Linked DNA regions of Mus musculus: regions 2 and 3 are each linked to region 1. The links are chromatin contacts, called in public HiChIP or PLAC-seq and promoter capture Hi-C maps. All regions are on one chromosome and are shown on one strand. Each heading gives the region's core, a stretch centred on a gene start, on an enhancer-like site or on the middle of the called end of the contact. The rest is flanking DNA. Distances are from core to core; before and after follow the strand shown.

The links. Promoter capture Hi-C pulls out the DNA fragments that hold promoters and counts their contacts. HiChIP or PLAC-seq counts read pairs in DNA pulled down with a chosen protein or histone mark.
Region 2: a contact with region 1 is called in a promoter capture Hi-C map of pre-B cells, with 3 times the contacts expected there. The contact joins the promoter of Zmiz2 here to the promoter of Rasl10a in region 1. A contact is called at or near these places in 3 of 39 promoter capture datasets (embryonic stem cells, liver and pre-B cells), 2 of 115 datasets of contacts at active chromatin or transcription factors (pancreatic cancer cells and stem cell-derived neural progenitor cells) and 2 of 9 other capture datasets (adipose tissue and pancreatic islet).
Region 3: an HNF4G HiChIP or PLAC-seq map of pancreatic cancer cells shows a contact between it and region 1. The contact joins the promoter of Smtn here to the promoter of Rasl10a in region 1. A contact is called at or near these places in 1 of 39 promoter capture datasets (pre-B cells) and 1 of 115 datasets of contacts at active chromatin or transcription factors (pancreatic cancer cells).

The regions. Positions count from the first base shown.
Region 1 is chr11:5,054,815-5,059,599 of GRCm38.p6, reverse strand. Rasl10a (RAS-like, family 10, member A) reads right to left here and starts at 1,472. Exons shown (of 3, transcript NM_145216.4): 1 at 1,076-1,472; 2 at 43-167. The coding sequence starts at 1,294. It also overlaps a transcript of Gas2l1 not described here.
Region 2 is chr11:6,392,934-6,397,824 of GRCm38.p6, reverse strand. Zmiz2 (zinc finger, MIZ-type containing 2) reads right to left here and starts at 2,700. Exons shown (of 19, transcript NM_028601.3): 1 at 2,537-2,700; 2 at 2,147-2,257; 3 at 1,953-2,067; 4 at 1,391-1,593; 5 at 977-1,160; 6 at 536-796; 7 at 139-318. The coding sequence starts at 2,196.
Region 3 is chr11:3,537,292-3,542,151 of GRCm38.p6, reverse strand. Smtn (smoothelin) reads left to right here and starts at 2,860. Exons shown (of 20, transcript NM_001284427.1): 1 at 2,860-3,040; 2 at 4,716-4,829. The coding sequence starts at 4,779. Gm11946 (a long non-coding RNA gene) reads right to left here. Exons shown (of 6, transcript XR_001780145.2): 3 at 2,437-4,860; 4 at 1,511-1,712; 5 at 966-1,381.

The DNA.
Region 1 (4,785 bases), core at 223-2,722:
CCGCTCCCCTAGCAAGACCTCCACCTCCAGTCAAGCCCTCACCTGTTTTCTGCTATACGCTGCCTCAGGGCTTTAACATAATCGAAACTGTCGGGGCTGCAGATGTCGTAGACCAGCACAAAGGCGTCTGTGTCCTGCAAGCTCCAGTCTTTAGGGTCCGGCCACTCCTAGAGGGTAGAGGCTGGGGTTTACTCCAATTCAACCTCACTCCCCGTCACCTCCCAGCAATACTCCGGATGGGACGCGCCCTCCCACAGGCCAGACTTCCCAGCCGTGCTTGGATCTTGTCAGTCCTTAGCCCTCCTACTTCCTGGGCCACCCGTCAACCTACTATGCTCCTACTGCCTCAGAGCCTGGGATCTGCCGTCCACCGGCTGACAGATGGTAACTGACTGTCCTGGTGCAGCTGTACAGGTGAAGCCTCTGGCTTGTCTCTTGCTGCTCTTTCCCCCTTGCAATATTCTTACAGCTTCTTTCACCAAAACTTCATTTAGCCTCCCAGGTGCTGCTCAAATGCCAGCTTTGAAATGAATGCAGCGCCAAAGACTGGGAGTCTGAGGGTGCGGTGGCCCCCTCTAGAAAGGGTACTCCTGTGTCTGGTCCAGTCTGTCACAGCGGCGCGGCTCAGCTCAAGCTGTGCCACACACTGACCCAGACACCAGCCTAGGCAGGCAAAGAAGACAAGAAACAGCCACAGAGCCGGGCGTGGTGGCGCACGCCTTTAATCCCAGCACTTGAGAGGCAGAGGCAGGTGGATTTCTGAGTTCAAGGCCAGCCTGGTCTACAGAGAGAATTCCAGGACAGCCAGCACTGCACAGAGAAACCCTGTCTCGAAAAAAACAAAAACAAAAACAAAAGAGAGAGAGAGAGAGAGAGAGAGAGAGAGAGAGAGAGAGAGAGAGAGAGAGAGAGAGAGAGAGGAAACAGCCACAGGGCACCTACAGGTTAGCGCAGGAAGCTCGTATGCAAACTACCTAGACACACACACTTCAATCCCAGAACGGGCTCGGGCGCCCTGGATCAGTACACATGGGCACCAAGTGTACACACACCCCTGGCCCCCTCGAACCGCTACCTCAAGACTTCTGGGGCTTGAGCCGGGTCCAGCGACGTCACCATCGCGGATACTCAGGTCGTAGACCGCGCCGTCGAGCAGCACCGCGGGTCGGTAGAGGCAGGGACTGTCCGTGGGTCGGTGGCGCTCAGGATAGTCACCAAACAAGAATTGGCGGATGATGGCGGTCTTACCCACTCCCGGAGCACCCAGAACAGCCACCCGCAGGCTGCCGCCCATGGCTGGCCCGCGCTCCCGCGCCTGGCACCGGGGAGCTTCATGAGCCCGTTCTGCGCCTTGCTTGCCCGGCCCGGGATACCCGCATCGCGTCGCCTACAGCACCTCAGCCACAAGAGGCCAGGCCTGAGGATCGAGCGGGCGGACGCACCCGCAGCTCCGCAGGAAGAGTGCACCCGGTGCGGTGCAGACCCGCCCCCACCTTCAGCTCCGTCCCCTTCTCGCTCCGGCGCCGGGAGCCGCCGCCCCAGTCGGCCGCGCGGGCGAGCAAGCGAGCGGGGCCTCCCGGAGGCGGCGATGAGGTAACTGTCCGCCCCGCCCCTCCCGGGGAGGGTCGCGGCCCAGTGACTGCCAGGCGGGTCGCCTTGTTAAAGCCTGGTTCCCCAGGTGGCAGTCAGCTTCCCTCAACCGTTTCAAAACCGAAGCCGCTGGGCGCCACCTCCCTGTTCCTCCAACACCGCTGGCTGCAACCTGGCTGTTGACCAAGCCCAGGCTCTTAGAATCAGGCCACTTGGGGTCAGACCCAGTCCTGGTTGAATGACCTTGGGCCAATCGTCGCATTGGACTTTTTGTCTGCATCCCGGTTGTCCACCAAAGGCCGATGGCTTCAAAGCTTCCTCCTGTTTTGTGAGACCCTGGGCACCAACTCCTTTTCTGGGCTCTCCCCTGCATCATCTTCGAACCGCAGCCTCAACCTGGGTACTCGTGGTTTAAGGAGGAGGGAACTGAGACCCTGGAGAGGTATCTCAAAGTGAGAAGGACACTGGGACTCCGTCCCGGGCCTGCGGGCCACTTTTCATTACACCTACAAGGACAAACGACTAGAAGAACACTGTTTCAAAGGACCAGCCCAGAGGGGGTGGGGAGTGGAGACAGAAGGGTTTGAGCCCAGCACAGAAGTCTGCTCAGCAACTCAGCCCCCAGTCACTGCCCCAACAGGTTGGAGGCGAAGAAACAGATCCACGGGTCTGTCCCAGAGTCTGTCCCAGGGGTGCACCATGCCCTCTTCCCTGGACAAGTTCGGAAGCTCCTCTGAGGGTTCGGAAAGTCTGGGTTTGCCCAACCTCCGTCCGGCCCTCCAGTCTCCACACACTGGAGGAGTTCCCAGGCCTCTGCCCTCCACCCAGGTACTGTGAAATGCAGGCACCCGGCATTGAACAAGACTCACTCATTCAACGAATGCTTCAAGTCTAACAGGTGGCCAGAATGCTGAAATGGAGCCAAAAGGAAAAAGAACTGTCTCCTCTCCCTTAGGAGAGAAGGCTCTAGAAATACTTAGATCCAGGCCTCTAAAGGCATTGATAATATGTCTACCTGGCCAGGAATTAAGTGGAAGGAAGGGCAGGAGAAACTAGCCCGTCAAGGGGGAAGGAGGCACACCCTCCCGCGGGGAACAGGTGACAGCAGCTGGAAGGTATTCCTTAACACTAATGTCTAGTCCTCTTCCCCAGGTAGACTTAGGGCCTGGTCTGATTTCACCACCCCCACCCCCACCTCTCTTCCCCCTTTCAGCCACTAGGGATATTCTAGGTCTTTAAATTCAGAGTAGCGACAGCTGGCTTTCCCCCCTCCCCCCTCTTGCTGAGATTCCCCTAGAATGACTTCTGTTCCATTTACAGGTTTCCAGGCTTCTGGGGTTTGTGAGCTGCTTTTCGCTTCCAGAAACAGAAAGGAGTGGATAAACTCAGCCCCTTCCTCTCCTCACACAGCAGGACAAGGCAGACACCGCCTGGCTGGTCTCGCTGGGGCTGCCTGTGCCTAGGCCCGGCTCCAGAGTTCTCTTTCTTAGCAGAGCGGCCACGCCGGGGCTTTCTTGGGAGTTGCAAGAGGATTGTGGGTGAGGAAGCTCTGGGCCCCAGCGAGACTTCAAAGCTTTTGAACAGTCTCATTTAGTATGCCTGGCTGACCTCAAAGTTTTAATCCTCCTGCACCAGTCCTTCGAGTACCTGAATTACATATGTGCAGCAGTATGCCTAACTCCCGTGCTGTGGAAGACGCCATCCCTGGAACAGAGTTACCAACAGCAGATCCCACTTATCCAGGCTGGTGTGGTCGCGCCCTGAGCTGGGCCATCTGCCCCTCTGGGCTCCGTGGGATGCAGTGCGTCTGCCTTAGGGTCCATCAGGCCATTCCTGCCCCTCGGCCTTTGAGGAAAACCCAAAGAAGCAGAAAGAGGAAGCGGGAGTCTGGGCTGCTTGACAGTGGCAGGTTGGGGGAGCGTTAAAGGATGGAGGGAGGCCCAGAGAAGGGTTTGAGGACACTGTCATGTCACCTAAGCTAAACCCTGAGAAACGAGGACGTTTCAGATGGCTTCAGAGGCTGGGTGGCAGCTGAACAGGTTCCTGGCTGGGGAGCAGGCTCCTCCTGCCCTTGCCTCTCAGGCAGCAATCTGAAGGTCACTCTCCATCTTCATAAAGTGACATATTTCAGATCTACCCTGCTGACCTGCACCAACATAGCTTCTTCCTGGCTAGCCTGGCAGTCTTTCCCTGGGGCTCAGCGCTGTACCAGCTCCAGGGGCTTTTTGCCAGGGTTCTCCGAGGATACATGCTGGCTTACCTGTTATCATGACACCAGTTGTCCCAGCACTTACTCACCTCCCTGAGGTCTAGATGGGAGTCCTCTACTGCTCAGACACCTGGCATGAGGTTGTCCTCATTACAACCACATCCCTGGTGGCCAGTCAGCTTCCTGAAGGGAAAATGGGATTTCACGGACATCAGGCACTGAGGTGAGGCCGAGCCCTCCTCCCAGAGCTATGCCATCTATGCAAACTGCTTACGCTCTCAGAGCCTTGGTTTCCACCAAAAGGGACAATAAACAGGCTGATGGGGGCAGCAGGGACTCCAGAGGATGAAGGACTGCAGAGCAAGGCCCTGTCGCAAAATAGACATATAAGATAACGAGTTATTAAATAATAGTCTGGACCTCACAGGGTTGTTGTGGGACTCAATGGGATAACACAAAGAGGAAACCTTTGAGGCTGGGGAAAGAAAATCTGTACAGAGAAAAGAATTCCATTTTATATGTAAATGTGGAGGCAAGATGGTGGCCATGCATGTAGACAGTAAGCAGGCACATGTTCTCGCTCTGTCAGCTGTGAGGACCAGAGACACCCTGAATAGTAACAGGCACGCTCAGATCTAGGTCTCGGTAAGGGACTCTGTGTTCAATGATAGGAACCAGGCTCTTTGAGAAATGGCCAGCTGTAAGGTCAGGACAGGACAAACACAACTCAGAATGCCTAGGCAGCCAGGACAAAAGGGAAATGGCAAAACAAATAAATTAGCACAAGGATGTCGGGTCAGAAGGACTGGTAGGTAGGACAGGAAAGTGCTCCTGCTGGCTGGAGCCGGTCCAGCCTCAGCACTGAGACATGGTAGCAGGAGACTTGCTCAGGTCCTAGGGCCCTGTAAGCCAAGTACAGTGGCGCCTGTAACCCCCACACAGCAGGCTGAGGCGAGGCGACCATGAGGCGACCATGAGGCGAGTAC
Region 2 (4,891 bases), core at 1,451-3,950, 1.3 Mb before region 1:
GGCGGGCAGGCATGTGCGTACCACCAGTCACCCTGAGAGCTGTTCTCGTACTGCTTAGGATTCCCTGGCCAACCTGCCTAAGGCCCACTGAGCCCGGTGGCACTCAACCCAGCCTAGGCCCACGGGAGCCAGTCCTACCTTGTAATGCAGTCCCGTGGGGCCAGGCGCAGACAGGGACTGGGCCATTCCCTGCTGCAGGGGTAGTCTGTGTCCTGCATAGGAGGAGGCAGGGCCAGGGGGCTGCCCAGGGCCAGGAGCATACTGGGCAGTGTTGGCTGCATACTGGCCTCCTTGCAGATACTGCTGCCCAGGATACACCTGAGAAGAAGCAGATGTCCAGGGAAAGAGAGGTATCAGGGGAAAGCAGTTTGCATGCATGTATATATGTGAACGTGAGTGCGTGTGCGTGTATGTGATCCTGTTGGGCACAGGCAGTTCTCTCTCATTCCAGATGCCACCCTTGTCATAACTTGGGAGGGTGCTAGGGTAGTTGACTCATCATCTAGGACCGAACCTGAGCCAGCAAGATACCCACCTCTGAGTAGGCTCTCTTGATCCCCTGTCGAGGCAGTGGCTGCCCCTGCGGAGGCCCAGGGTACCCATGCTGAGGCAGTCGCTGTCCTGCATATAAGGGTGTCATGCCTGCTGCCCGGGTAGGAGTCATGGCCATTGAAGAAAGGCCAGAGGGGCCCATCATTCCTCCCATGCCTGAAGGGTTCATGCCAGGGGGCACACTGGGTCCTCGAGGACCTCCATGCTGCAGAAACTGGCTGTTAAAAGACTGCCCAGTCCCCATCTGAGAGGAGAAAGAAGAGGAACAGTCAGACCCGCTCTCAGCTGCTGCCATGGTCCTCTCTCTCACTGGCCTCGGGAAACCCAGCACAGTCCACACTTGTCCCCAGAACCTGCTGCCTTGCCAAATCTACGAGCCCACTCATAATTACTAGCACATGGAAGAAGCTGGAGGGGGCCTTACCGCTCCATACTGACTTAGCTCCTGGCTCTGCTTCTCCTGCAGGGCAGCCACCGTGGCTGTGGCTGTGGCTGTCGCGGTGGCTGCAGCAGCAGCCATGGCAGCTGCAGCTGCTGCTTGTGTGAAGTCAGTTGAGGGCCGTGCTGCATGTGTGGGGAGCCCCAGGCCTGCAGGGCCTCCTGCATACCTGTAGGTGATACAGGATTGCCTTACTGTCTAGAGAGGCTTTCTCTGGGACACACAGCACTTCTTCCATTCTTTTTTATTTTTTTTAATTTTCTCTCCCCTCCCTCCACTCACTTCTTCCATTCTCAACAGAACTTCCACTGTAGCTACTAGAGACAGTAGGGGAGGAGCAGGCAACATCCAACCCTTCTGCAGGACTGACAGGCTGATGGTTTCAAGTCACTGGCTTACCCAGTAGTGAAGCTGGATCCCCCAGGGTAGCTCCCTCGGCCATACACGCCTTGCTGTACGTAGCTCTTGCTAGCACCTCCTTCAGCAAACGCCTGCTGTCCCAGGCACTGCGGGGAGGTCAAGGCAGAGCTGCCACCTGCCACACCAGGCATCATGGAACCACCAGGGGGGCTTCCTGCAGGGCCCATGGGGTTCCCTAAAACCTACAAGGAAGTGGGAGTCACCAGAGAGAACCAGCCAAACTACTGTCTTTAAGACACAGCCCTAAAGTGCTAGATGCCAAGAGATGCCCAGCAAATGGGGGAGGACCTGGGTGGCAGGAGTGGTTGTCTATAGTTCTGACTGGAAGGGTCTCTGGAGCCAGGGGAAGACATCCCATGGTAGTACAGAAGAAAGGCACCTAGTGACTTGAGACCCTCAGGAAGCCCCATCCTTGTGCTTCAGACAGTCCGCTTGGTCCCTGGTTCTTGGAGCCCTAAGATGGTAGAGGCACCACCAAGACTCTGGATCCTGAGGGCTGGGGGGTGGGGGTGGGAGTGGGGTGGCCCTGATACACACTCACCTGGCTCTGGGTTGCGTTGCCAACTCCCCACACAGTAGTGACCACAGACAGTGACCCAGCTGGCTGAGTGGCACTTTGTTGCCAAGGCACAGACTCATATGCAAATGAACCATCACTAAAAGAGAGCAGCTGGTTAAGGCAGGGTCAGAAGGCCAAGGGCTTGCTAGAGGCAGGCCACAGAAGCCCACACTCACCCGTGTGGTGCAGGGGGCAGGGCGGGTTTCATGGGGTTCATGGGGTTCATTGGTGATGGAGCAGCCTACAGGCCCAATGTGCTGGAGCTTATCCGGGAGTTGCTGCTCCGGCTGCGGGACAGGAGGGAGAAGGCAGGAGCTTAGATGCTCATGGTAGCACGGACAAAGCCAGGGTAGTAGCGTTGGCAAATGTCAGCCCAGAATGCAGTGCAAAGCAACTCTAACAAGGGCTCTGTCATCTTAAGCCATTGGATCAACCCTGGAAAGGGCTTTCTGATATCAAATACTTCCCACATTCCCTTTCCCATATAAATCATAGGAAGCCAGGAACCCTCAGCAGGCCCTGGAGAAGGTCAGAGGGGTAGCCCCCACCCTGCGGAGCCCAGAGACCTGAGAAGGAGCAGAGCTTGAGTGTTCTTTGAGGCAGATGCTGAAAAGTCAGGCAGCAGATGTACAACGGCAGTCCATCCACCAGGTTGGCCTTAGGGTGGCTGTACCGACACGGCTGACACAGGACACAGGCACTGACCCAGCCCCTGGTTGGCAGCTCTCTCCTATCAAGAGGGTGGCAGAAGGGCTTCAGGTCACAGGACCTTCAAGCTGATCCAGACGACTTGAGGGGAGCAGGCGTGTGTGTGTGTGTGTGTGTGTGTGTGTGTGTGTGTGTGTGCGCGCGCGCGCGTGCGTGCATGTATGCATGCATGTAGGTGCACACACACACACACATACACACACACCCCTGAGACAAATATGACCTTAAGTATATGGTCAAGTGGACATCTTGCCCCCCCCCAAAGACCCATCTGTGACACTTGTGAATTCCCAACATGGCAGTGACACACACAGCACAGCAGGTGTGGGGGGTAGTCACAAAGCCAGACCATGCTAACGCACATCTACAAGATGGGACCAACTGGGCTTCATTCTTAGAAAACCGTAGCAGTGGCTGGTGGACAGGGAGGCAACAGCAGGTAAGAGCAGCGACTGGTACAGAAGACTCCCACTCCTTGCCTTTCTCAGTGCCTCATCCACTCAGGTCCTAATATACCCTGGACCACATGCGTGCCTACCTCTGCTTGGTCTCACCAGAATGGCACACAAGCCATGTGTTGGGCACTTCTCAGGGACCTCTGGGAAGGCCTGGGTGCTCCTGTCTGAAACCCTCTCTTGGTAGGGGCTGTGTGATTGCCACACATACCTTTTGAACCATTATCAGATCTGGTGATTTCCATCTTCCACTCAGCACTCACAAGCCTCTTGTCTAGGGGAGAGAGGGGTATCGCAGCACCCACTCAGCTCTGGAACAAACATTTCTTTGTGCTTACCACTCAGGGCTCAGTACAGACCTGGAGGCTCTGCAGGGCAGGGCTACACACACAAAGCCCCAGAACGGATAAGAGAAAGAGAGAAAAGGGGACTGTGACTTGCCCTTGCCTGGGCAGCCTTAGGCTCCCAGAGATCCTTCTCACACCCAGCACCAGGCTACCAGGGAAGAGAAACCTCATCCACCTCATCCACAGGCTCTGTCCCCTGGCCCTCAGAGGCAACTACACTTGATTCTAGCCCAGGCCAGGTCCTGCCTAGGCAGCTGGAGACAGAATGTGCCAGACTGGCAGCAGAGGCTGGCATCTATGTTGCTCCTGCTGGATCCTGGCAGCTGACCTGGTGGGAAGAACTCCTCCCAAGATCTGACATGTGGGGTCTGGAACAACCATGTGGATGTCAGGAAATAGGAACAGGAATCAAGACAAAAGCACGACTTAATGGAAAAGAGAAGAGATGGGAAAATAGCCACACAAATACTCCCAGAGACACCAAAGCAATTCAGTGGAGGAAGGACATCTCTAACAAGTGGTACACGAGCAACTAGAGCCTACCAGTAAACAAAAAACTTCAGACACAAAATATGACGGGGGTGGGAGCATCTCTAGATGTAGCTTAATGGCAGAGCACTTGCCCTGTGTGCTTACACACGTCATGCTCTGAGTTTGAGCCTCACTACTGTAACAACAACAACCGAGTCACAGCATATACCAAAATGAACTAGGTCCTAGGTTTAAATGTAAAATACAAACTATAAAATGTTTAAGAAAATATCAAAGAAACTCCACAGGATCCAGGCTGAGCAGAAAGTTTTTAGATTTGATACCAAATCTAAATTTGATCCATAAAATAAAATTAAAAACTTTTCTGTGAAAGATCTGCTAAAAGAATTATAAGATATGATACAAGCTGGAAGAAATGCTTACAACTGTTCCAAAAAAGGCAGCATAGCACCTAAAATATATAACAAATTATTAAATTATTATTATTATTGCTATTGTTTTTGTGACAGGGTTTCTTTGTGTAGCCCTGGCTACCCTGGAATTTGCTCTGTAGACCAAGCTGACCTCAAACTAACAAAGATCCATCTGACTCCCTAGTGCTGGGATTAAAGTTGTACGCCACAACTGCCCAGCTTAAATTATTATTAAAACAAAATCCAAATAGAAAATCAGCAAAACACACGAATAGACTTCTTCAAAGAAAACATAAATGGTAAAATAACTCAAGGAAAAGTGCTTAGCATCCTGTCAGGAAACAGATTAAAGGAGAACGGCTAAGATAAAAAGTGACATCATAAAACGCTGGCAAAGAGGAACTAGACCCCACATGTATCTCTCACGAGAATGTAAAATGGAAGGCACAGCTACTCTGGAAGTCTGGCTATTTCTTATAAACCCGAGTGTGCAGCTACCACAGCAC
Region 3 (4,860 bases), core at 1,611-4,110, 1.5 Mb after region 1:
CAGGTCATCAATGTTGCTCCTCAAGCTGCTGGCTGTGACCATGGGGGCCTCAGCTCTACCAACAGGGGGGAAGGGCCCACCCAGTCCCATCTCAGAACCATGGCCTCATTTGCTAGACTGCTCCTGTCTGGTCTCACAGCTAGCATCTGCCGCCTGCTGCTCCTGCTGCTCCTTTCCTCTACACTCTGCTCTCAGTGGGTTTTAGAATATAGGTACCATCTCTCCTCCTGCCTTGCCTGCACCATCAGCCATCAAGCCACTTCTCACTCCCTGATTCTTTCTGTTGCCCATCGGCCTCCTCGATCACTTCACACTCCAAGGGTCAGGCCTCAGTCGGCCTTGTAACCACTTACAGGCATCTCCTAAGGCTAAGCTCTTTCTGAAAGGTTTTCTGTTGTACAGCTTGGGAGGGATGCTTAGAAATGCCCAGATCACCACCGAACGCATTGATCTCCACTGTGCAGAGAAGGAAACTGAGTCTCCGAGAAGTCCGAGGCCATGCATAGGGCAGAAACAGCATCAAGAAAGCATCACGTTTCTTGCCACTCGCTTGGCCCCGGGTGCAGGCTCCGCCCCAGATGCAGGCTTGGCTCCAGGTGCAGGCTCGGGCCCTGTCTGGGGCAGAAGAAGCCGGAATGGCTCAGGGAACCAGGCTGCCAGCTTGGTAAAACCATCATTTTTGGACTTGAGCTTTGGAGCAAAATATTGCCCTTGGCCCACGAGATGTGTCTGCCCCTCCCCCCAACTCTGCCAGGAACGGGGTTGGATGTGGAAGAATCCAGAGCTTTCCTCTTATAGCCCTTTGGAGGCCTGGAAGCCAGTCGGTCGGTCAGTTCTGCAGCTTTTACAGATGAGCAGACAGAAACTCAAGCCTCCCAGGTCCTCCCAAATTCATTCATCCTTCTCATCTGGCTGTTCCCAGATAATACCACCCCTGTTTCTTATTCTACCCACATTCTGCTCACCTCCTTTTCTTACCCACAAGCCTCTCAGATTTTACTCTTCTGAAAAATGTCTTTCCATCTGATGACTTTCTTTGTACTCATCTTCAATGATGTTTAGCATCCACCTCCGAGGAGCCCTCCAGGATTTCTTCCATCTTAGAAATAACAAGGGGAGGAAAGGTGCTCTGGTTCTAGGCAAAATTCTGCGATAATAGTGCCATTACCACCTTGGGTTTCAACTTCCTTCTTGTAGAATCCGACTGTCTTGCACAGTTGTTATCTTGGCAATCTGACTTTCAGTGCCTGCTGTACATTCACGGGACGTTTTCTCTTCCCTGCCTACATTATAAAGTTCTCACCACTTGCACGGGGTCGCCCTTTGATGCCTAGATCACCATCACCACCACTACCAGATACCTTTTTACATGGCACCATCCCTGGCAAGAAGGAAAAAAAAAAAAAAAAAAAAGGCAAGGTAGGTCAGTCTGGAGACGGGCCAGGGCCTGACAAGCGGTAGGGTGAGGGCGCACAGCGCTAAATAGACAATCCCGGAAACAGGCACCCACCTCGGCCATTCATTGATCTCAGCCAGCGCGAGCAGGCGGTTCACTGGAGCAATCGGCTTCCCACTCAGGTAGGGAAGACTAGGAAACCTCCACAGCCGGCGTCTTCGTCGGTTTGGCGCATTTCTTCTGCCTCCCCCGCAAGGGGCTTCCTTCTCTAGGTCTTATTTTCCAATATATAAGGTGAGAGGACCACCTCTTGGGGCTGTGGGAGGAAACAAAAAGACTTTAAATGGACACAGGTCCTCTCTTTGGGTGTGTAAAGGTTGGTCTTGGAGAAATCTGAGTTGGAGCTCTCTGAGAGACTACAGGAGCCAGCTCAGCCCTACCTCAGTTCCACATTATAGTGTTAGCAGAGATTAGAATCCCTGCTAGGTGGGATGAACCTCGACTCCATTACCCATAGGCTTTTGTCTCATCTGTATAAGGGAACAGTCAAATCTCATTAAGTTGTTATGGATATTATAATCTGATACACAACACACAACACACACACACACACACACAAGAAATACGTTGGTGCTTTTATGGTTTTTATTTGATTTACAGTTTTTATTTATCAAGCTGGACTCCAGACTTTATCTGCCCAGGCTCCACCCTACTTTTTTCTTAGGCAAGACCAGTAGGGCGGCTCCACAGCCTCCAGGATGACAGGGAAGCTTTCCCTCCAGGGTCTGAGCTCTTGGGTCTCCTGGTTGACTCTTTGTATTGTCTCCTTGGGATCTTCAGTTTCCCCCATTTGTTGAGTTGCGAGGTTCATACTCCCTATTTAGAACTTCGGGGGTCTCAGAGGCAGACTTTAAAGAATTTGGGAGAGCATGCTACATATATGAGCAAGGAAGGTACGATATGATTGATCCTGCTCCATCTCAGATGTCCTGGGCGACTCAATAATTGTCAAAATGCTGCTGGTCACCCAGTCTCCTTACCCTGAGGTGGCACAGACCAGGTGTCCCGAAAGCGCCCTTTGAGCGTTGAGTTGACTGGGCAGTCTGTGTACTAAGGCGCCTAGTGGGTGGAGTCCGGAGAAAGGATGTGGTCTCAAGAACAAAAAGGAGGGCAGGGAGGGGCTGTCAGGACCGCTCAGGGCTTACAGGATCCCAAGATACTTATTTGCCCGGTTTGTGGCACATTCCGGACTTTGGCTTAGAGCCTGTATCCTGGTGAAGCCCACCCGAGGATGTCTAGGACCTCGCAACAGCAGTCCCCAAAACTACAATACCCAACATGCCTGTACAGTGAGGGGCTGGAGTCTTTTGGGGGCGGGTCCTAAAAAATTGAATTTTCCCAATGGGACCAGAGCAGGGGCGTGTCTCAACAGAGAATTGGCTGGGACAGCTTGGCAGGGCGGAGCCAGCCATCTGGCTGGCGCCGCGGGACAGGCGTCTGCAGCAGAGTCCAGGGTACGTTGCTGAACCGGCCTGGGCTCCTGGGCTGCGGCTCCTCCCGTCGGTCTGCCGGTCTCTACTGCATCTACCGGGTCCCGACCAAACTAACACGAAACTGCGCCGGAACGGCGGGCCGGACTGAGAGGTGGGTATGAGGATCTCGGGTCTACTCTAGGAGTCCGGATGAGTCCGGGGAAGGGGGTGTGAAACCTGGATGTCTGGACAGGGATTCTGAAACTCCCAGGTCCGGGAACCCTAGCCAAATCACGAGAACTCCAAAGACACATGGTTGAAGTTCTGAGACCCTGGGGAAAGAGTCTTGAAGAGACTCTATGGACTTGGAAGAGGCTTCTCGATCCCCAGAGACACTAATCTATAGGGAGCTGATACCTCGAGGAATCTTTCCCAGATCCTGACCCATCTCTCGCAGGGCCTTAACAATCCCCAGGACTGAAAACTCTGTAGCATGAAGCCATGAGAATGGTGGCAAGCAGTGGCAGGAATTTCTGAGCAGACAGTCCCGAGTATCACCTAGGTTTGGAACTAACAACACCCTTACCCAACATGAAGAAGCATAGCATGTCCACAATACTTAAGATTGGGCACTGGGGAGGGGTAGTTACCCCAGACAGAGTATCTAGACTAGGAGGTAAAGACTCTAGCAGTGCCTTCCAACTCCAACTAGTGCGCACTGGGACTCCCCCAGACCCATTCACCGGATGGGGTGACTCACACCAAGTGACTGTTGTAGAGAGGGAGTGGATGATTTCGGGATGAATCAATGGAGGTGGGGGGTCCAGAGGCCATTTCAGTCACCACATTAGCAAAACATCCAGGTGTGCTAGACCATGGAACCACAAATTCCAGAGACACTGGGGACTCCAGGAAGGAGTGATTTGGGCTAGAGACTGGCACCAGATTTAGGAATCCATTTTGACGGTCAGTGGTTGAACAAGAAACAAACAGCCTGGAGTCTTGGGCAGCATCTTGGAAGGGGACTTCAGAAGGCAGAAGTCACCAAGATTTGTGTTAGGTTCTTTCTGCCCTTTGAGTCTGAGTTTTTCTGACCCCCTGTGATGAATCTTTGACCATCTCCCATCCTCTCAGTTTGCCTGAAGTCCAGAGGTTGGGTGGGTCAGCTTCCCAAGGCCCTTCCAGTTGGAAAGTGAACTGTGAGTGAATTCTGAGTGTGTGAATGGACAGGGAGAGAGGGACACCTGGCTCCCCAAGGTCAGGTCTGCTGACATCAGGGAGGAAAGGAGTCAAAACTGAAGGCTGGCTCCAAGAACTGCCAGACACAGGTAGCTCCCATACCTGTGGGAATGACAGTCTTAGTAAGAATTGGATATGGGCTCAGCCCACAGCCAGACGCCCAGCTTGTGGAGGTGGGTGGAGGGGCAGGCTCGGTGGCCCCTAGAGGTGAGTGGGTATGGCAGGTAACTAGAGACTGGCGTGTACCCCCTGGTGGTAAGCATGGCTTGGTGGGCCTTGCTGAGTCCTCTTCTCCATCTAGGTACAGGCCCTTCTTGTGTGGGGCTTAGTCAGGATGTCAACTTAGACCACAGGGCAGACTGGCAGCCAAGCTGGTAAGGCTGAAACAGAAACACCTATTCTTGGTTTGGTGAGGTTTTTTTTTTTTTTTTTTCTTCAGCAAAATACCCTGGGGCAGAGGACAGTTCCCAGCCAGGAGCCACATGTCAGGGTAGGACAGGAAAGACATGAACGCTTATGGGCTAAAGAGGGCAACAGAGGCATAAACCCCAGGGGACCGAGATTTCTACAAAATCTTCAGCAACCTAACTCATGTCTGCCTTTTGCAGAATTCTGAGTGCCACCAGGACCTGGCGGGAGCTGACATACTGAAGGAATTAGGGGCCAGCAAGATGGCAGACGAGGCTTTAGCTGGGCTGGATGAAGGAGCCCTCCGAAAACTGGTAATAAGTAGCTCTATTACTGTACTGTGGG